Regions from separate parts of the Rattus norvegicus genome. Here region 1 is linked to region 2. A link is a contact called in public Hi-C data. All regions are on one chromosome and are shown on one strand. The core of a region is the stretch at or near the end of the contact, and the rest is flanking DNA. Distances in the headings are between cores, read along the strand shown. Region 1 overlaps Igsf3 (immunoglobulin superfamily, member 3). Region 2 holds the start of Igsf3 (immunoglobulin superfamily, member 3).

Region 1 (3,661 bases), core at 122-2,621, 74 kb after region 2:
TTTTGCTTATTAATACTTTGTGAATATGGGTGTTTTGCCTGCATGTATGTCTGTATACTTTGTGTATGCCTGGTACCAGAAGAGGGTATTGGATAACCTGACCTGGAGTTACAGACAATTGTGGGTTTCTATATGGTTGCTGGTAATTGGACCTTGGGCCTTTCTGCTAACCTAGAATTAACTTTATTCTATTAGTTTTATTTATTTTGCATATATATGGTGCGGAGAAGGCAGGTACATGAAATAGGATACACGTGGAGGTTAGAGAACAACTCTCAGGAGTCAGTTTTCTCCTTCCTTGGGTCCTTGGATTTTGGCAGCAGGCGCCGTATCCTCTGAGCCATCTTGATGGCCCTGTCTGTAATACTTGTAAAAAGTTCGGTGGTGGAGCTGTGATTGGGATATAAAGTAAATTTAAAAATTAATTTAAAAAAAAATTTAGTTGTATTGGGTGTAACCACTCTGGAGGCAGAGGCAGATAGGTCTCTGTGAGTTCAAGGCTATCCCGGTCTACAAAGCAAATCCAGGACATCCAGGGACTGTCACACAGAGAAACTCTGTAAAAAGAAAAAGAAAAAGAAAGAAAAGAAAAACAAAAAACCCAACAAACAAAAAAAAGAAAAAGAAAAAAATTCGGTTTTTCAGTGTCTCCCCTAATTATGAGCTTTGAGCTTGGGACCACAAACACAAACCAAGAAGGAGTGAGGAGAGCTAAAACCTCCCCATTGTTCAGGGTCCATGCAGCCTCACACTAAACTCCTCCAAAGCTAATGCATTTAATCTGCAGGGCACTGTGGGTGAATTAGATACACACTTTCCCTGTTCTCTTTAGCAGGTGAAAACACTGGCCCTCAGGAAGGCCAGATTCCCTTAGGGTGAAGGGGAGGGGGAGGTCGGGGAGCTTACAGAAGCACCTTGCCCAGGGCGATGCTGAGGCTGCCTGTGAATGCCTCCTAATGAGCTGTGGAACCTCCTGACTCCTCGGGGCTCCAGGATGCGTCCTCCCCACCCCTGAGACAGAGAAGAAATGCAGAGCTTACAGTAAGGGCTGACCCCCTGCCCATCTGTCAGGCATGCACCAAATTCCAAAAGTACCTCTCTCTTAAACTCCCCCAACACTTCATAATATTTTGACATGGGATGGCGAGAGAGAGAGAGAGAGAGAGAGAGAGAGAGAGAGAGAGAGAGAGAGAGAGAGAGAGAGAACAAGAAGAAATTGGAAACGCTTTGAAATATGTCTCTTCCTTGGCTTGTGGTTCTTTGGCCATGTGACTGAATAGAAGTTGAGTCATAGGATACCAGTTTAACATATGCAGTTACTATAGCAATTGAGGTTTCCTTAGTAACAGTTGCAAAAATAATCTGGCCCCAATTAATAATACATTTTAAAGCTCTTTCTACTCTACACAGAACAACCGAGTTCGTCTGGCCAAACACCAGATAACTCAGGTGGTGTCGTCTGGTGATTGAGATGCATTTGGAAGTGGTGAATTGGGTTGGAAAGGGATGAAAAGAGAACAGGTTGCCTCAGGCCTCACAGGAGTCCACTCAGGAAAGCTGACCAGTAGGCCGTGCCCGTCCAGGCTCTAGGATTCCCAGAGTGCCCTGGAGGACCTTGTGTTTGAAGAAAGAGGAAAGTGAAGACTGGTACACAATGAAACTGGAGCACAAGGCCACAGCCCATCCTGAAGTGTTCGCCATGGCTCGAGGTCTGTGTGTGAATTCAGAGGTCCTCCGTCAGGGGACAGTCTGCCTCAGCAACCGGAGACAGGTCCCCAGGGATGCTTTTGTAGTAATAGTGCTGGCTGTGGGACCTGCTGTGCCTTCTCACTAAAGCTTCAGTCCATCCTGTACGTTTGTCTGTGTGTTCATGGGCACACGGAGGAGCAGTGCGTGGCTGTCAAACGCTCTCCTTCCCTACACATGGGGCTCAGCCCTTGGAGCCTCGAACAAAGCAGGCCAGCTAACTGGCCAGAACCCTAGGGCGCAGCCAGGGTGCAGTCGTCCACCCGGATGGCTTCTGCACATTCCAGCGCCTGACTCCAGCCCTGAGGAGGCCAGGGCTGCTCAGCAGGGCCTGGAGATGGGCCAGCCTGGTCGGCAGAAGCACTGGCTCTTCCCTCGCTGTGGGACCCGTACCACACCCTGGGTTTTCCTCAGCTGACAGAGTGGCCCAGAATTAAGATGTGAAGGGGGGAGAGGGGGCTGCTCTCAATACCAGCTCGCTAAGAGAATTGCCTTCTCCTTTCTTCTCAGGTTAGTAGGGAACACAGGGGTAATGATATATAGGGGAGAGTCTCCAATAATCACCGATAATCTCCAATAACATACATTTTACCAGGGTTTGGCTTCTTGGCAACTTAAAGATGGATGTTTGCTCTGTTATGAGCAGGGCAGCAATGACCGTCCCTATTCTCACTGTCTGGAGTTGGCCGTCCCTGTTGCCTCTGGACGTGGACAGTAAGGGAGGTGAGGCTGGTGCTGGCTCTGCCCTGGCCATCCCTATCCTCACTGCTTCAGGACCTGCCCTGGCCTCCTGTACTGCCTGCTCCCACATCTCTGTGTCTGAGTGAACACCAAGGGAGGCCTTTTCTGCTTTCCAAAGCCTAGGCACTGTGCAAGGCTGTGGGTACAGGAGTGAGAAAACACAGTGGCAGGGAGCACTGAGACTGGGGCTGTCCCACTTTCAGGGTGTCTCCTGAACAGGGGATGATCGGAAATATCATCTGACGAATGGAAAAGCTTCCTCTCTGTGCCTGGGTGCTCGGTGTCTAGGGGAGAAGAGAGACGGGGAGGCAGCTGGGTGTCAGAGTGCACCGAGGAAGGAATGGGAGGCAGAAAGAGATTGAGTGGGAAGGAAAGCAGGGTCTGGCAGGGAGGTGGCAGAGGAGACAGAACAACGGGACAGTGGCCAGGGTTCAGGGTAGAGTGTGTGGGTCAGGGGAGCTGGAGTTGCTGACGTCCGAGGAGATGAGTCAAGACAGTTGAACTTGGGCCAGGTTCTGAGGGGCTTTGTGCTGGCCAAATGAATTTTCCCTTAGATTCTATAGACAGTTGGGAGCCATTAAATGTTTTAAGCAAGGTCAGGCTCTGGGCAGACTGGTGTCTTGGCTGGGTGCGGGCAGTGGCACAGGGAGAGTGGACAGGGCACAGTATGTGATAGAGGCCAGTAGATGGGCGACTGATACTGGGGAGGTTTTGAGGATACTCAGTCATGCTGTTCCCTGCTGGACAGAACCAGTCTCCCAGCCTAGAAGTGAGCCTGGGACAGGTCCAGGCTCCATGTCACTCCTTCTAAGTTGCCCTCTTCCCTTCACAGTGACAAAGCTTCAGGTGAGCAAATCAAAGAGAACCCTCACACTGGTGGAAAATCGTCCAATTCAGCTGAACTGCTCAGTCAAGTCCCAGACCAGCCCAAACTCGCACTTCGCCGTGCTGTGGTATGTTCACAAACCCTCGGACGCGGACGGCAAGCTCATTCTCAAAACCACGCACAACTCAGCCTTCGAGTATGGAACCTATGCGGAGGAGGAAGGCCTGCGAGGCCGGCTGCAGTTCGAGAGGCATGTGTCAGGGGGCCTGTTCAGCCTCACTGTGCAGAGAGCTGAGGTCAGCGACAGTGGCAGCTACTACTGCCATGTGGAGGAGTGGCTGCTGAGTC
Region 2 (3,277 bases), core at 439-2,938:
AGAGTGAAGCACAATGTGGAGGTTCATTATAAAAATAGATTCAAGTCTCCAGCCGAAGCGTTTTGCTATTGTTTATCGGGCAAACGACGTGTCTCCTGGAGTCTGGGCTTTGGGAAGGGCCCTTGGTGCGCGAACCCCGGGTTAACTTTCCATCAGCTCGTCCCAGGTGGTCCGCAGCTGCTGGCGGGTGCAGCCAGAGCGCTGGGACGGTGGGCGGGGCGTAGTGGGGGCGTGTCCCCGTGAGGCCACCGCCTTCTCCTCTGCTCGCCTCGCGGGGAGCTGCGGGCCAGGCCGGAGCTAGAGGGCGGGGCCTGGGGCGGGGCGGGAGCAGGACGGCCTGAGCCGCTGCGGGAGGCGAGGAGGAAGCGGCGCGTCTTGGGAGGCGTGCGGGACACAGACGGGCGACCGTTCGGTTGCTGGGAGCTGCGGGGCTCCGGGCGAGGTGAGCGCGGGCGGGCGCGGATCGGGGTCGGGGGCGCGGGGACCGTGGCGTGGCGATCGGCGTCCCGCCCCGGGCCCAAGCCCCTTTTCTCCATTGGACCCGTGTCGCGCGGAGCAGGCTCAGCCTACAGCGAGCGGAGCCCCGAGTCCCCTTCTCCGAGCCTTTTCTTTGCCAGTGTCTCAGACTCAATCGCCGGGGAGGTAAAACAATAGCGGGCCACCTGGGACGCGGCGCGCCCCAGCTCCCACGGCCCGTGCCCGGAGTCGCGGCCCCGCGCCAGCCCCGTGGCGACCCGCGCTGCGGAGGGTGGGGCTGCCCGCCGCGCCCCGCTCCGTAGACCGCGACGGGAAAGCCCGCGAGTAAGAGAGGCATTTGGTGAAAGTGTTTTGAGAACAATCATAATTGCCCTGCTCTGGGCGGGGAAACTGAGGCGTAGGGCACAGAAGGTAAGATTTGTACAAGGTCAGGATGCACACATGGGCTGCCCTCGGCCAGGGAGGGGACCCAGGTAGCTGGGCTGGCCAGTCGGGCGCTTTGGCCTCTCTCGGTTTTGCGGCGGTTGTGTTGGCCTTAGATAAATGTCTGTTGTGTTTGTTTTAGGAATCTGCGGGCTTTTGTGGGACCACTCTCGGGCTACCAAATGCCAGCTTACTTCGTATGCCCTGGGAGGTTCTGGGGCAGGTGACGGCACGGTGACCTATCACCATGGATGGAGATGGACTTTTTGATGAAGAAATCCAAAGTGTCTTTACCAGTAAGGGTGTTTTGGCTGTCTCGGGTTTTGACAAAACCTGCCTGGTTCCCTTTGGGGGATCCGAATGAGAGATTTCAGACACCTTCAGTGCGAAGCCAAGGACATTTCTGTATAATCAGCGCATGAAAGGATTTTCTCAGACTCTCTTTCCTCCCATTTTCCTCGAGAATTAATCCACCAGAATCTACAGTTCCGGTGGAGACTGCAAGGCATATACAGTGTAGCAGAAACCTAGAGCGCCTTCGGAATTGCTCTGGACCCTGCCTTAGGCGTAAAGGACTCTTGCACATGCCACTCCCCTCTCCGGCCCCCAACTCCCTCCTTCTGACTACTCTGTCTTTGACTGGCTCTCATTTTCCCCGTGAAGTTCTGTTTCCAAACTGTTCCCCTGGAGCTATAAGTGGATTGGCAGTAATGAGAGATTAGGCAGTGGGAAAAGCACGGTGCCCTGTGCTGTGTCCTTTTCCTGCTGCCGCCGCCGCCGCCGCAGACATGAAGTGCTTTTTCCCAGTGTTGAGCTGTCTGGCTGTGCTGGGTAAGTGACTGCTTATCAGTTCTATAGCTGTGAAAGTTTAACCCGATCTCATTGCTAATTCCTTGTGGTTCTCTCCCATCAACACTGGGTTTCGGGAGGCAGAAGGGGGTAGCCATAGTGTGACAGAGTGGATTAAAGTTCCAAGAGGGTCTGTTTGTTTCTGACCCAGAAAGAAGGGTGGAATTCTGGTTGTCTTTAAGCTGCCCTGGGCCTTTGGGTGAAGCCCCTCACTTGGAACGCTGTGCCTTAGGGATGGTGAGTGGGTTGAGAGCTTCCAGTGTCTTTACTTTTGTGTTGGTCTGCATCGGTTCCTGGGAAGTTACAACATAATTCCTAACTGTGTTGGAAATGGTGCTTTCATGAACGACTGTGCTTTTTTTTTTTAATTGTTGTTTTTGGAGGGGAAGGTGGGAGTGGGTGGGATGGGGGTTGAAAGGATGCTTTGTTTTGCCTAAGAAGTCTGTAGGCTAAGTGTGTATTGAAGACACTAGTTCCTGTGTCTCCTCACCGAGGAAGCCTAGCTCAGTCCTTGCAGGAGGTGAAGCTGAAGATAGGGAGCTGCCTGGTCAGGGGGTGTGGTCAGATTGGTTTTCCATGCCCTCAGAGAAAAAGTCTGGAAGCCCAGAGTAGGAGGAAGAAACTGTGGTCTCAGAAGTGAGCCTCTCTGCAGGCCTCCATCCCCAGTACAGAGTCCCAACCCCTTGTCTCTTCTTGGTTTAAGTAATCTCCACTGTGTATTTTCCAGTGCCCTGGTTTATCATAAACCCCATAGCTGGCACCTGGTGCATTCTCACCTCAGCACTCAAGAATGGACACACCCCCTACCTTCTCTGTGTGACTTTGCATTCAGAGAAGTTACTGCTGCTGGCCACTTGCTTCTCCATGCTAGGTTTCTTGCACTTACAGAATTTATCCGTGGAGGATGACTCTGAATTACCTGCACCCTTATAAAAGTTAACTGGCATCAGGAATGAGGATGGACTTTAGAGTCTTGAATTCCCATCTCAGTTTCATCTTGATTCTCACGGGAGTCTCAGTGAGTCTGCATTTAAGGGATGTAAGATGTCCTGAAAGAAATCTTGATTGCCTCGCAACATGTTTGAAGCTTCAATCCATGTGTTCATTCGGAGGTACTCAAACTTAGGCATAGGTTGGTATCATTAAGGCATCTTAAAACAACAAAAAAAAAAAAAAAAAAAAAAAAAAAACCCAAAACCAAATCTTGGCATTCTGGTAACCTCCTCAGAGCAGTAAAACCAAAGTCCCTGGATTGAGAGCTCATTAGTGCCAGCCCTTCCCTGCCCAGCACACGTGTGGCTGGGAGTTTGGTCAGTCTGGCCTGTTGTTAGGGTGCAGAATTCCCATGTCTCCTGGGTGCTCAGGTAAAGGAAGTCAGGAGGCGGGCTTCTCCTGGCCAGCCTCTTTAGAGACGATATTTATGTGTGCCGTCCAGCGTTTGTCACTGGATCTCAGCTTGAATCACCGACTGCTGATTCATGGAGATTGAAAAGGACACTCACTGGGAAAGCCCCACCCCCGCACGCAC

Evidence for each region. Hi-C and Micro-C count contacts between places; a contact is called where the count stands out from the background.
Region 1: a contact with region 2 is called in a Hi-C map of the Rat2 cell line, with 3 times the contacts expected there. The contact joins the enhancer-like site here to the promoter of Igsf3 in region 2. A contact is called at or near these places in 12 of 12 Hi-C or Micro-C datasets (the A7r5 cell line, the Rat2 cell line, Schwann cells and 7 more).

Annotation. Positions count from the first base shown.
Region 1 is chr2:191,573,655-191,577,315 of GRCr8, forward strand. Igsf3 (immunoglobulin superfamily, member 3) reads left to right here. Exons shown (of 9, transcript NM_001106455.2): 6 at 3,320-3,661. Among named protein-coding and RNA genes, the nearest start is that of Igsf3, 74 kb to the left of the region's middle. Within about 2 kb of position 1,372, at least 26 of the 93 cell types and tissues checked have an H3K27ac peak or open chromatin away from gene starts, as enhancers often do. A contact at or near this core is called in the A7r5 cell line and Schwann cells, where this site is marked.
Region 2 is chr2:191,499,722-191,502,998 of GRCr8, forward strand. Igsf3 (immunoglobulin superfamily, member 3) reads left to right here and starts at 1,689. Exons shown (of 9, transcript NM_001106455.2): 1 at 1,689-1,731. The coding sequence starts at 1,689.